Linked DNA regions of Mus musculus: regions 2 and 3 are each linked to region 1. Evidence: chromatin contacts called from public HiChIP or PLAC-seq data. All regions are on one chromosome and are shown on one strand. Each heading gives the region's core, a stretch centred on a gene start, on an enhancer-like site or on the middle of the called end of the contact. The rest is flanking DNA. Distances are from core to core; before and after follow the strand shown. Region 1 holds the start of Srebf1 (sterol regulatory element binding transcription factor 1). Region 2 overlaps Rai1 (retinoic acid induced 1). Region 3 overlaps Tom1l2 (target of myb1-like 2 (chicken)).

Evidence for each region. HiChIP or PLAC-seq counts read pairs in DNA pulled down with a chosen protein or histone mark.
Region 2: a contact with region 1 is called in an H3K27ac HiChIP or PLAC-seq map of embryonic stem cells, with 6 read pairs. The contact joins the enhancer-like site here to the promoter of Srebf1 in region 1. A contact is called at or near these places in 2 of 484 Hi-C or Micro-C datasets (both in embryonic stem cells), 5 of 115 datasets of contacts at active chromatin or transcription factors (the SCID.adh cell line, double positive thymocytes, embryonic stem cells and 2 more) and 3 of 9 other capture datasets (adipose tissue, liver and pancreatic islet).
Region 3: a contact with region 1 is called in an H3K27ac HiChIP or PLAC-seq map of embryonic fibroblasts, with 12 read pairs. The contact joins the enhancer-like site here to the promoter of Srebf1 in region 1. A contact is called at or near these places in 8 of 39 promoter capture datasets (the 3T3-L1 cell line, 3T3-L1-derived adipocytes, the HPC-7 cell line and 4 more), 3 of 15 datasets of contacts at CTCF or cohesin (CD8 T cells, the NIH/3T3 cell line and pro-B cells), 7 of 484 Hi-C or Micro-C datasets (the NIH/3T3 cell line, cortical neurons, double positive thymocytes and 4 more), 19 of 115 datasets of contacts at active chromatin or transcription factors (the 230-238 cell line, CD8 T cells, the HPC-7 cell line and 14 more) and 3 of 9 other capture datasets (adipose tissue, liver and pancreatic islet).

Annotation. Positions count from the first base shown.
Region 1 is chr11:60,219,044-60,222,644 of GRCm38.p6, forward strand. Srebf1 (sterol regulatory element binding transcription factor 1) reads right to left here and starts at 1,584. Exons shown (of 19, transcript NM_011480.4): 1 at 1,410-1,584. The coding sequence starts at 1,500.
Region 2 is chr11:60,158,960-60,162,767 of GRCm38.p6, forward strand. The region is part of intron 2 of Rai1 (retinoic acid induced 1); the gene reads left to right. Among named protein-coding and RNA genes, the nearest start is that of Mir6921, 40 kb to the right of the region's middle. Within about 2 kb of position 2,267, at least 28 of the 459 cell types and tissues checked have an H3K27ac peak or open chromatin away from gene starts, as enhancers often do. A contact at or near this core is called in double positive thymocytes, embryonic stem cells and pancreatic islet, where this site is marked.
Region 3 is chr11:60,272,060-60,275,798 of GRCm38.p6, forward strand. It overlaps Tom1l2 (target of myb1-like 2 (chicken)), which reads right to left. Exons shown (of 15, transcript NM_153080.3): 3 at 2,865-2,943. Among named protein-coding and RNA genes, the nearest start is that of Gm38501, 15 kb to the left of the region's middle. Within about 2 kb of position 1,487, at least 78 of the 459 cell types and tissues checked have an H3K27ac peak or open chromatin away from gene starts, as enhancers often do. A contact at or near this core is called in double positive thymocytes, embryonic fibroblasts, neural progenitor cells and 3 more, where this site is marked.

The DNA.
Region 1 (3,601 bases), core at 334-2,833:
CTGTTTTTGGTCTCTTACTTGTAAGATAAAAGTATGTCTTCCAGCTGGGCCTGTCGGAAGGATTCAATGCAATTCTCAACCTAACACCAAGTACTCCATAAGTGTAGGCTATCCATGTTGGGATGGATGGACACCCAAACACCAAGAGGGAACTTCTAACAACTCAACACTGTACTCTCCTCCTCCCATCCCTCCTCTCACTGTTCCTAACCATGCCTGGATCTCAGGTCAGCCAAGATATCTCTAAACTTTCATTCCTCTTAAGTGTCTAGCAGTTTTTGTTCTCCGCCCCCCCCCCCCCAGACAGGGTTTCTCTGTGTAGCCCTGGCTGGCCTCGAACTCAGAGGTCCACCTGCCTCTACCTCCTAAGTGCTAGGATTAAAGGCATGTGCCACCACTGCCCGGCAGGTGACTAGCAGTAACTCCAAGCTTTGATGGCACATTTAGGTCTCTGATGAGGACGTAGGCACAGCAGTCCAAGGCTGTGTTGGATATAAAAAACAGCTTAGGTGTCTATCAACAGAGCATCAGGGGGCACAATCTACTGTAATCCCACAGGCCCCATTGTAGTTGTAGACACACAGTCATGATTATCTGGGGTGGAGGAGGATGTGGAGCAGCCTTAAACGAGCAAGAGAAATATAATGTTTTGAAACTGCTAACAGCCACCAGAGATCGTTGAACAGTCCACCTAACATGGATACATATCTTATAGTAACAATGACTTGCTGGGGTTTTTTTCTTCTCCAGATCCGCCGCCACTCCTTCCCTCCGCCCAATTGGTAGTTGTTGTTGACATGGGAGATGAATCATACTGAGCGAGTTCAAGTGATGTTTTAAAGGATCTAAGTGGCCTGGGGTGTGGCTCAGCGCAGAAAGCCTGTTAATATGTTCTAGAATCCGAGTTACTGCCCCAGAATCACAAAATTTGAAAAATATTCTAGAGAGCACCTTCTCTCTTCTATCAGATTTCCAATTCCTCAAACTCAGGTCCCGCCTAAAGGGCCTTTGCCTCCCCCTCCGCCTAAAAAGTATCTTTCCTTTCCGGTGAGGGGGCTGCTCCTTAGCTCTAGTGCACTCAAAGAGACCTCCCTGACCTCAATCCAAAGTAGCCAGATGCTTGCAAGCCAAGGTAAATGCAAATATCGGTTCGTGGACTTTCTTGGGAATTTTGGTGAACTCAAGAAATGAGAAACCCCGGGTCGGCCTGTGAACTGTACACAGGACCAGGCTTGAAGTTGAGTGGATACTCAGCGTGTCCAGAAACCTAGCCCACTGCGGTCCGGAAAGCTCAACCCTAGATCTCAGGCGCCAGATCGCGCAGTGCGCACGCGCCAAAGTTCCCGGCCAAGCGCCCTCGCCGGACGTGCGACCCTGCACAGGCCGCGCCGGAGCCCCGGGACACGCACCTTCGATGTCGTTCAAAACCGCTGTGTCCAGTTCGCACATCTCGGCCAGTGTCTGTTCCAGAGCCGCCTCACCGAAGGCCAGCTCGTCCATGGCGCCGGCGCCCACCCGGCTTCGGACTAGGCCCACGTTAAGGAAAAGTTCCCCGGAAACTGGGTTCCGCGGGCGGAGCCACCTGAGCGGAGGGGCGGGGTTTCCCATCAAGCCCCGCCCACCAGCCTGCATCCTGACAGCTCGCCTAGCGGGTTGAGACTGCCTGCCCGAGCCTGGTTTCTAGCAATCTCCTGCGGGTGCACAGGCACTGGGCCTTGGCTTCTTCTGTATCAGGCCAAGGGAGGGACCGAATGGAAGCCACAGGACTAGACCCAGCCCAGACATCGTTAGATTAAAGGGCCAGGGATGGGGGGCCCAGCATGAGGGTGGGAGCAGAGAACAGAAAACTCACTTCCTAGTCTTGCTGTTTAGAACCAGACAGTCCTGGGTCCAAAATACAGCAGATACAGGCCTGCAGTGGGGCCCCTCCACTATGTGCCTCTGTTTTCCTCATCTGTAGCCAGGGTCCAATTATCTATGAGCCAGCTGAGAGGTTAGAGAAGCATGGCCCATAAGACCTGTCCACCCTCTCAGCTTAGAAGTCTAGAAGTGGGCCTCCAGAGGAGAAGAGTTCTCAGGCAGAACCTGCAGGAGGAGGGGGTGGCTGGAACTTCTGATCTTGTCTTAATCCTATCAGTCCTACCATTGGAGCAGAGAGGACCTGAAGGGCCAGTGGGCTCGTACTACTCCTATAGAATGACTTGTGTCTCCAAAAGGATCTAGAAAAAGTGTGAATCTCAAAGTCAAGAAGGGATTCTGTGAGCCAGGCATGGTGGCACACTCTGTTAATCCCAGCACTTGGGTGGCAGAAGCAGGTAGGTTTCTGAGTTCGAAGCCAGCATGATCTACAGAGTGAGTTTCAGGACAGCCTGGGCAATACAAAGAAACCTTGTCTCAAGATACCAAAAAGAAAGAAGAGAAGAGAAGAGAAGAGAGAAGAAAAAAGAAAAAAAAGAAAGAATTCTGTAACAGAGGTCCTGAGGACCTGAGCCCAGCTACTGGGTCATATGTGACCTGGGGCCAGGCCAGGTGCCTGAATAAAGACTGAAAAGTGAACCCTGGGCCCTGTGACTTAGGAACAGGTAAAGCAAGGGAGGGAGGAGAGGTTCTTCGGCGTGGATTGAATAGACCATTCTGGCCCACAGGTGATGCAAGTTGGGAGGCAACGGCAGAACCTACGAGTCAACCAGGGAGGGTCAGGGCCCCAGGCCGCCCAGAAGCTGCCTTGCTCAGACTGCAGATACCTCGGCTGCTTTCACCTCCCAACCAATAGAGTTAGTTGGGGCAAGGAGGGAGGGTGTGCCTGGGCTTCACCAGGACACATTTTTGTTCCTTTCTCAGAGGAGCTGCTAGAAAATTACACAGGAGTTGGCAGGGCTATAAAACGCACATGGAGCCCTTGCTTTGGGGTCACCCTGCCATGTCCCACCATCAGAAGACACCCGGTTTTCTGAAAACTCAAATAGCCTGTCCCAGCCAGAAGGACTCAGAGGTCAGCTGAACCAGCACCACACCTGATGTGTAGCTGGGCTCACTGGTTTTCCCCAGTCAACTTACTAGAGCTGTCTCTGCAGGAAAGGGCAAGGTGTTTGGGGACATCACAACAGATCTGCCTTGTTCTGGAACTGTGTAAAGTGTACAGATCCACAAATACACATTTCATGGCTGCAAGAGCTAGGGCTACTGTCCTGTCTCGAAAAGCAAGAAAGAAAAAGAAAGGAAGGAAGACAAGGAAAGAAAAACCAAGCCCAAGGTGGGAGATCAGATCAACACAAATCTCTGCTCCACAGATTGGTTTACTAGGACAGCAGCCAAGGGGCATCTTTACCCTGTGCGGAAAGCTTGGAAAACTAATGTCTAACACCCCAGACCTCCAACCAAAGCTCTCTGGATTGCCTTGCTGGGCTCTTTGACGCTCAGCACACAAGCTGGTCTGGGGAGCCTGGGAAGGGCGGGGTCTCAGCCCGACCGACAGTTACCTGTGTCAGCAGGCTCAGCATTGTGCAGTCTTGGGGCATGCTAGTGACATGCCGAATACTTTTTTTTTTTTTTTTTTTTTTTTGGTATTAACTCGTTCCGATCTTTCCAAAAAGCCTTAGGA
Region 2 (3,808 bases), core at 1,017-3,516, 59 kb before region 1:
CTTATATGGAAACTGGCTAGTAATCTTCCTGGAGTTAGAGGACCTGTTCCCAGCCCTGAGAGTGGCAGCAGGGGGTAGCTACTGTGTACTACCCCCTACTCTAGGCAGAGCAGAGCCTGGTTGGTAGAGGAGTGTCTTAGCACACCAAGAGCTGCATACAGAACTGAGGAACCAATAAGTGGACACAGTCCAGAGGCACTGGGTGTAAGGAAGACTTCCTGAAGATGGCACTGCTCTAAGAAGTTTGGGGAGTTTAAATGTTTTTTAAATGGTTCTGGGGATGGAACCCAGGTCCTGTATGTGTTAGGGAAGGAAGGTTGCCATATGAAAAGAAACAACATATGCAAACATGATGTACATGGAGCGGTGATGGTGGGTCACCCTTAAGTGCTGAGTATGAGCTGAGGGAATGACACCCCAGGGGCCTCTGCCTTCCTCTACTGTTAGGTACCCAGTGACAAAGACACCTCCAGGCTAGGGCTTTTAGTTCTTGACCAGAAGATGTCAACCAGACTAGGATGTATATCACAGCAGCCTCCAGTGCCTGTCAGGCCGTCCCTTTAATTTACTGCACCCAACTCCCAAGATTCCTGTTGAGAAAGAGGCTGGATACAGAGCAGAGTCTGCATGTCAGCAGAGTTGATCTTCTTGCCAGCTGCCCAGCTGCCTCCAGGGACAGCCTTCCAAGTGCTGGGTTAAAGGAGCGCACCACCTCACCTGGCCTTACCTCAGGTTTTGAGACATGTTCTCTCTGGGAACCAGGCTCTCCTCATTGGGTAGGGCCAGCACTGTGTCTCCACCTCTTCAGTCCTAGCTAGGACTGACTATAAACTCTCCTGGCTCCTCTTGTGGATGCTGGAGATTTAACTCTGGTCTTCGTGCTTTCACAACTTTGCTGACTGAACGACCTCCCCAGACCCCATCTCAGGTTGGAATAAAAATAACCACTTGGAAAATAAAATGACACATTTGAGTCTTCGGCCTCCAGCAGGTCCCTTTACCATATCTTTCCTGGGCTCTGGGTCCAGATTTAAGTTGGAGATACTCTTGAACACTTGGAAATTGGAGAAAAGTTCTTGATCTTCTGCAGAAACATATGCTTGTGCATGTACACAACTTTTCATTTGATTTCGGGTAATCACCACACCCGGGCTGGGTGTTGGAAGGTGGGGAGACCTGTGTGTGGACAGACTGCCGCGCTGATAAGAAGTCTGTGGTTGTACATGTCGTACACTGGCCTCTGTGCATGGCTGGCCCCTGGAGTGTTTTGTACAAAACCATGTGGCATACATCTGGCCATCATCTTCCCTTCTCCTTTTTTATAACAGCTCAGGCTGTGACACTGATGAAGTTATGAGAATTATGTGTACACCAGTGAAGAACAGTCCTACAAATTGTGCCATTCACCCTGTCCATTAGGCTCAAAAGGACTGTCCCCATCTTGCTGAGGACCAAGGGAACCTGGGGCAGATTGCTCTGGACTGAGATGCAGGGCCAGGTGCTGCCTGTTTTTTCAGGTGGGGACAGTTGGAGGAGTGTGGGTCATGGCCTAGGCTAGCTCTGCCTTGTCAGGCACAGAGAAGGCTCAGTCTAGGTGGGAACTGTTCCCACCTGTACAGGCAGGTGTGAAGGGTGTGAGAGCACCTGAAGCCAGCATAGCACTGGGTGTCTGCCAGCAAAGCAGCCTGGCTACAGTGCCTCAGCCTTGACCTATCCGCTGCTGTCAGGAAGTGCAGGGCCTGCCCATGCTCCTCTCATCTGTAACCCCTTGGTCTCTGAGGCTTTTCCAGGCAGTGGGACTTCAAGCAGAGTCCTTTTGCAGCAGACTCCCTGGCCAACATGAAGATGTCTCCAGCAGCAGCCTCTGCCACTTGTAGCTAAGCAGGGGAAGTTGGACTTGCAAGTTGGCTCCATGGAGCCTGTAATCAGCCCTGCAAGGCCCCTGCTGTGGGCACCCTTAAGTGCTGCTTCCGGAGCCTACTTGAGATACACCTGCTTGTGCTCAGAAGAGAGGCAACAATCCACCAAAACAACCCCAGGTGCCGGCAGGAGGGGTCAGGACTCAGATTCCCTTCTCATGGTCCAACATTGTGTGAGGTCTGGTGCAAGCTTCCTCAAGTTTTAGTGTCCTTGGAGGTGCATGGCCCCAGGGCTTTCCCTCCCAGGGCCTCTGATGGATGCCATCGTTGGGAGAGGAATGAGCTCCTGACTCCTTCCTAAGCCTCCTCCTTCACTGTGCCCTCATCTCTTTCTTTCCAGAGACATTATAAATCAAACGGCTTAGAACGTAAGGCATCAAAAATTCTGAAACCTTCATCTATTATTAACGCTGACAGTAAATTCCCCCTTCGAGCATTTTACATAGCAACTGTTACCAAGACTCACGGGTAGAGCTGCACTCAACCACCAAATCCTGGAGGCTCCGGGCGGATGGCTGGGCCAGCCAGTTTCTGGGCCATACTTGTTGGCCACCTGAGCACCTGCTAGCCTCTCCAGCTGCTGGTGGGGAAGGAAGGATCTCTTAGCTAAGGAAACAGCTGATGTCCTGCTGAAAGAGGGTCCCAGCTGCTTTTGCTGATCTCTGCTGCAAGATCCTCACAGACCCCAGCTCCAGGCCAGAGAAAAGGCCCCTGAGGCTTTCTGAGGCCATGCCTGGGGGTAGGGATAGGGTCTGAGAGGGAAGACAGGAAAAGGCTTCAGAGATGCTAAGGGTTGTGCAGATGTTGTTTACAGACTCACCCACCTGTCAGCCAGACTTTCCTGAGTGACTGTTTGTCTGCAGGCGGTATCTAAGCACCAGGGATTTAAAACAAAGACAAAAGGCCTAGTCCCTGTCGAATCTGGTTTGGTAGGAGACAGTGGTGTCAAGCTCTAATTGCAGTGGAGTACAAGAATCAATGTGTGTACCAGGAACCCACTCAGGGAAGAGGGACAGGCAGAAAAGGATGGGGTGGAGAGTGGCTGCCCAGGGTTTGAAAGGATGAATAGGATCTGTGGGTTTTCAACATAACTGGCATATGCTCAGGTTCCGCAGCAAGCATTAGCCCAACATTTGTTGCAGATGGATCTATTGAAGAAGGAGCTAGAAGAGAAAGCAGGAGAGGCTGTTAGAACTTAGAATGTAAAGCAGTGGTGTTTGTTAGGTAGCCCTGGGAGCTGTGGGAGGGGAGCTGCCGGGACATTGTACTTGCTTGTTACTTTCATTGCACAGATGAGGAGAGAAGGGTCTGCAAAAGCTTAGGCAGGCCCTTGCTACATGCCCAGCCCGTGTTGGGTAGAGCAGTGCAGCCTTGGTTTAGTTCTGATAAAGGCCTGGACCATGTGGGTCTTTCCTGGAGCAGAATGACCAACCAAGGAGGACCTGTCAGAAACCAGGACAGGGGCTTGGGAAATAGCACGGAGTAAAGTGCTTACCATGACAAGCTGGCAAGGTGGTGGAAACGTGTGATCTCAGTGCTGAGGAGGTAGAGACATTTGGATCCCCAGAGTGCTCTGTTCAGGCAGCCTAGCCGAATCAGTGAGCTGAGTTCAGTCTCAAAACTTTAGGTTGAGAGTAATTGAGACAGATGTCTGACACCAACCTCTGGCCTCTACATACAATCCCCCCCTACCCCCCAGCAGAACCAAACCAAACCAAAACAAAAAACAGGACCTCCATGAAGCTATGGGGTCAGTGTTATATAGTAACAAATAAAATAGGTGGTAACTGCAGAGATTTTAGCAAATGGAAATCCTAGGAAAATGGGCTTGCTGGTGGCCTTCCCTCTCATCTAATGCCAGGTCACACTGGGTCATGGCCAGGATGGGG
Region 3 (3,739 bases), core at 237-2,736, 53 kb after region 1:
GACCCAGCAGCTCTGAAATCCCCCACACCACCCTTCCTCCTTTCTTTCGCTGTACTTCTGGAGACTGCACATGGTCCTTGGTGCACTGAGGAAGTGTTGTAAACATTGTCTTTGGGGACTCTGCGTAACTGCAGTATATTTTGAAAGGGGTTTATTTACTTTTATTCCGTGTGTCTGGGTATTCTGCCTGCACGTGTGCCTGTGCACCAAGTGTGTACAGTGCTTGTGAAGGCCAGAAGGAGGCACTGGATTCTCTGCAATTGTGCTGGGAACCAAATCCAGGTCCTCTCCAAGAGCAGCCAGTGCTCTTAACTACTGAGCCATCTCTCCAGGTCCATAATCATAAATTTTATTCAGCTAAGGGGAATTTTCCTTCTATTTATTTATTTTTAAAGATTTATTTATTATTATATCTAAGTACACTGTAGCTGTCTTCAGATGCACCAGAAGAGGACTCAGGACCTTCGGAAGAGCAGTCGGTGCTCTTAACCGCTGAGCCATCTCTCCAGCCCTATTTATTTATTCTTAAGAATTATTTAATTTGGGGCTAGAGAGATGGCTCAGCGGTTAAAAGCACTGGCTGTTCCTTTTAAAGTCCCGGGTTCAATTCCCAGCAACCACATGGTGGCTCACAACCATCTGTAATGAGATCTGATGCCCTCTTCTGGGGTATCAGAAGATAGCTACAGTGTACTTACATACATTAAATAAATAAAAATATTTTTTTAAAAAATTATTTAATTTATGTATATGAGTTATTTAAGAACTATTTAATTGATGTATATGAGTTATTTGAGAATTATTTAATTGATGTATATGGGAATTGAACTCAGGACCCGGGAAGAACAGTGCTCTAACCACTGAATCATCTCCAGCCCAGAGAACTCCCTTTTTTAAATCTCTGTATCTGATTCTGGGTGACCCTGAGATAAAAGTTCTCACTCTCAGGGACCCACGATGCTTCCAAGAGGAACCAGAGACGTTCTTTCTGTTCTCAGCATGTTGCAGGTACCCTTTCCTCTAGGATTCTCTACTTACTCTCTAGACTCTGACGATTGCTGCTGAGCTGCTGAGCCCTTCTTTCCTGAGGGTCAGGTGAGGCTCAGCATGGTAGGAGGCTCAGGAAGCCTGAGTGAAAATAACTAAAAACAGGGGAGTAGACTGGGGTCAACCCCCGGCTCTGCTTCTATTTCTAGGGAGACCATGGACAGGATGCTATTCTTTCCTTCAGTTTTCCTGCACAGCAGACTTTAAGGTCAGTGTGTCACATCCTGGCCTTGGAAAATACCCAGTGCATATGTGCGTGCAGCAGCCCAAAGCTTCTGTATGTAGGAGGCACAGGAAGTCTTCTCTATCAAAGCCACTTTAGGCCGCCCTTTCAAAAAGGATCTTGGCAAACCTGACTTTGTGGGTTTTAGGGAATGCAGCACAGTGGCAACTTTCTGAGATTCAGCCAAAACCCATGGAATAAACAAAGGGGGCCTCTAGGCAACGAGAAGCAGATGTTAGGAACACACATGTGAAGGCACAGGCAGAGAGGCCCTCAGGACCTCTAGCTCCACTGGATAAATACTAACAGCCTAGGCAGGGACAGATGTGCAGCTGGGAAAGGCCACCAGGAAGGAACAGGGCTGACAGAAACTAATAAGTGAGGTCATCGTGGCAGATCTAGACCATGCCAACTGTGCCAGGCAGGGAGCTAGCTGCAAGGACAACAGGTCTGCATGTCCACAGGCGTCCCAAGGTTTGCAGAAAAGCCTCAGCCATGGTGAAGATCAAAAGAAGGCTGCCAAGGGATGCTGTAGGGAGGCAGGGAAATGCATGAAGCTGGTATATAGAGGAACAAATGTCAGAGCTGGCTCCCCAGTGATGCAGGTCACTACACTTGAGGATTCACACTTCACCCTGGGCTCTACCAATGTTGAAGTAAAAAAAAAAAAAAAAAAAAAAAGAAAGCTTTCACTTATTTCTCAACTGACTTTTCTCCTCTGCTGTGCAAATCCCAAGCTCCTGAGTTAGAGTGCTCTCCTATTAAGTTTGGACTGTACTGGGGCGGGGGCAGGGAGATCACAGCAGCTCCTCTGCTTTACAGGAAAACATGCTGCGGCATTTTGAGATAAATAACCCACTTTTCCCCACCTGCAGAAGCTGACATGGTGACTTGTTACAGTTTCTATTAAAAAGCCACTGTGGCCCAGATTTTATGGCATCTGAAAAACTGTTAGCTTTTAAGTCAGAAATAGCACCTGAAATACCCTTTTTAGTTCTCAATGTCTTAAGGAAGGGCACAATTCTTATCTATTTGCCCTGAAAGGAGTCATTTGGCTGACTTTTTCAGGAACCTTTGTATTATTTTCATTTTCATCTCAAACAAAAGACCATTCTATGGTGGTATAACACAGCCTGATACTTCCCTAGCTGTGAAGGTAAAACTCCAAGGCCTCTCAGAGCCCGAAAGCAGAGCAATCAGCCAACTTTAGAAGGTGGCTGTAACCATCGCAACATCTGAAAACCTCCATCCTGGGAAGGCACGGGACAGATAAAGGTGAACACCTGTATAAACAGGAAACTGACTCCCAGCATCTCAGATAGGCTGGAAGCAGGCACAAGATCTGTCCTGGCCTCTAGATCTTCCAATCCTGAGCTCCAACCCACTGCTGCGGGGTTCAACAATGTCATCCACATCTTATGTTCTCCTGGTATACACCGACCCATTTAGGGCAGGGGACCCTGGAAGCTGCTGCTGAGCCATGACAGCACAGGCTACATGCTGGTGGCCCATTTGAGTGGGCAGCATGGCTCCCTGGGAGAGTAATTTTTGTGTATAGGTGTCCTAGGCTTCCCCTCCCAGAAACAATACTCACCGTCAGGGCCAACATCACTTCTCTGTAGTTTCGGTTCCCACTAAGCCGCTTCTTTAGAGCCCGGATGGCATCCTTTGGCCTGGCAAAAGGACAGATAAACTATGATCCTCACAAGCTTCATGGGGCACTAGCCCAATGTCAACTAGTGTAGGATCAAGGTTGTTCACTGTAGCACGTCTGTAAATGTGAAAGACTTGGGGGGAGGAGAATGTCTACAAGAGGAAACAGGGATAATTACATCATGACCTTTATGCAGCTGCAAAAAGAGAATAAAAAACTTTTTGTTCATTTTTTATGAACCAAACTCAAAAGACATATGCATAAGAATAAATAGAATCAAGTATAAAAATCACATGATTGTCTCAATAGATGAAAAAAAAAAGTCTTTGACAGAATTCAACATCTTGTCATGAAAAAGCCCTGAATAAATAAGGAATAGAGGGATCATAGTCAACAAAATAAAGGCTGTATATGTGATAAAGCCATACACAATCTTATACTGAGCCAGAAAGGATTTCCTCTAAAGTCAGTTATTGAGACAGAATGCCTCCCCTTTCTGGAGTCACTCAGTATAGTACTTGGATTCTCAAAAAGAAACAAACTAGATACAATGGGAAAGGGAGATGTCAGATTGGTATCTTCAGATGATATGACCTTGCAAATAAAATCCTGGGCCAGCACTCAGGAAGCAGAGGCAGATAGATCTCTATGAGTAAGACATAGGCCATCCTGGTCTACAGAGTGAGTTCTAAGCCAGCCTGGGCTACAGAGAAAGAACCTAAAGACTGCCAGAAAACCCTTAGATCTGATAGTACTTTAGCAAAGTATCAGACTACCAAATCAGCATGTAAAAAGCTGTGATAAGGCAACAATGA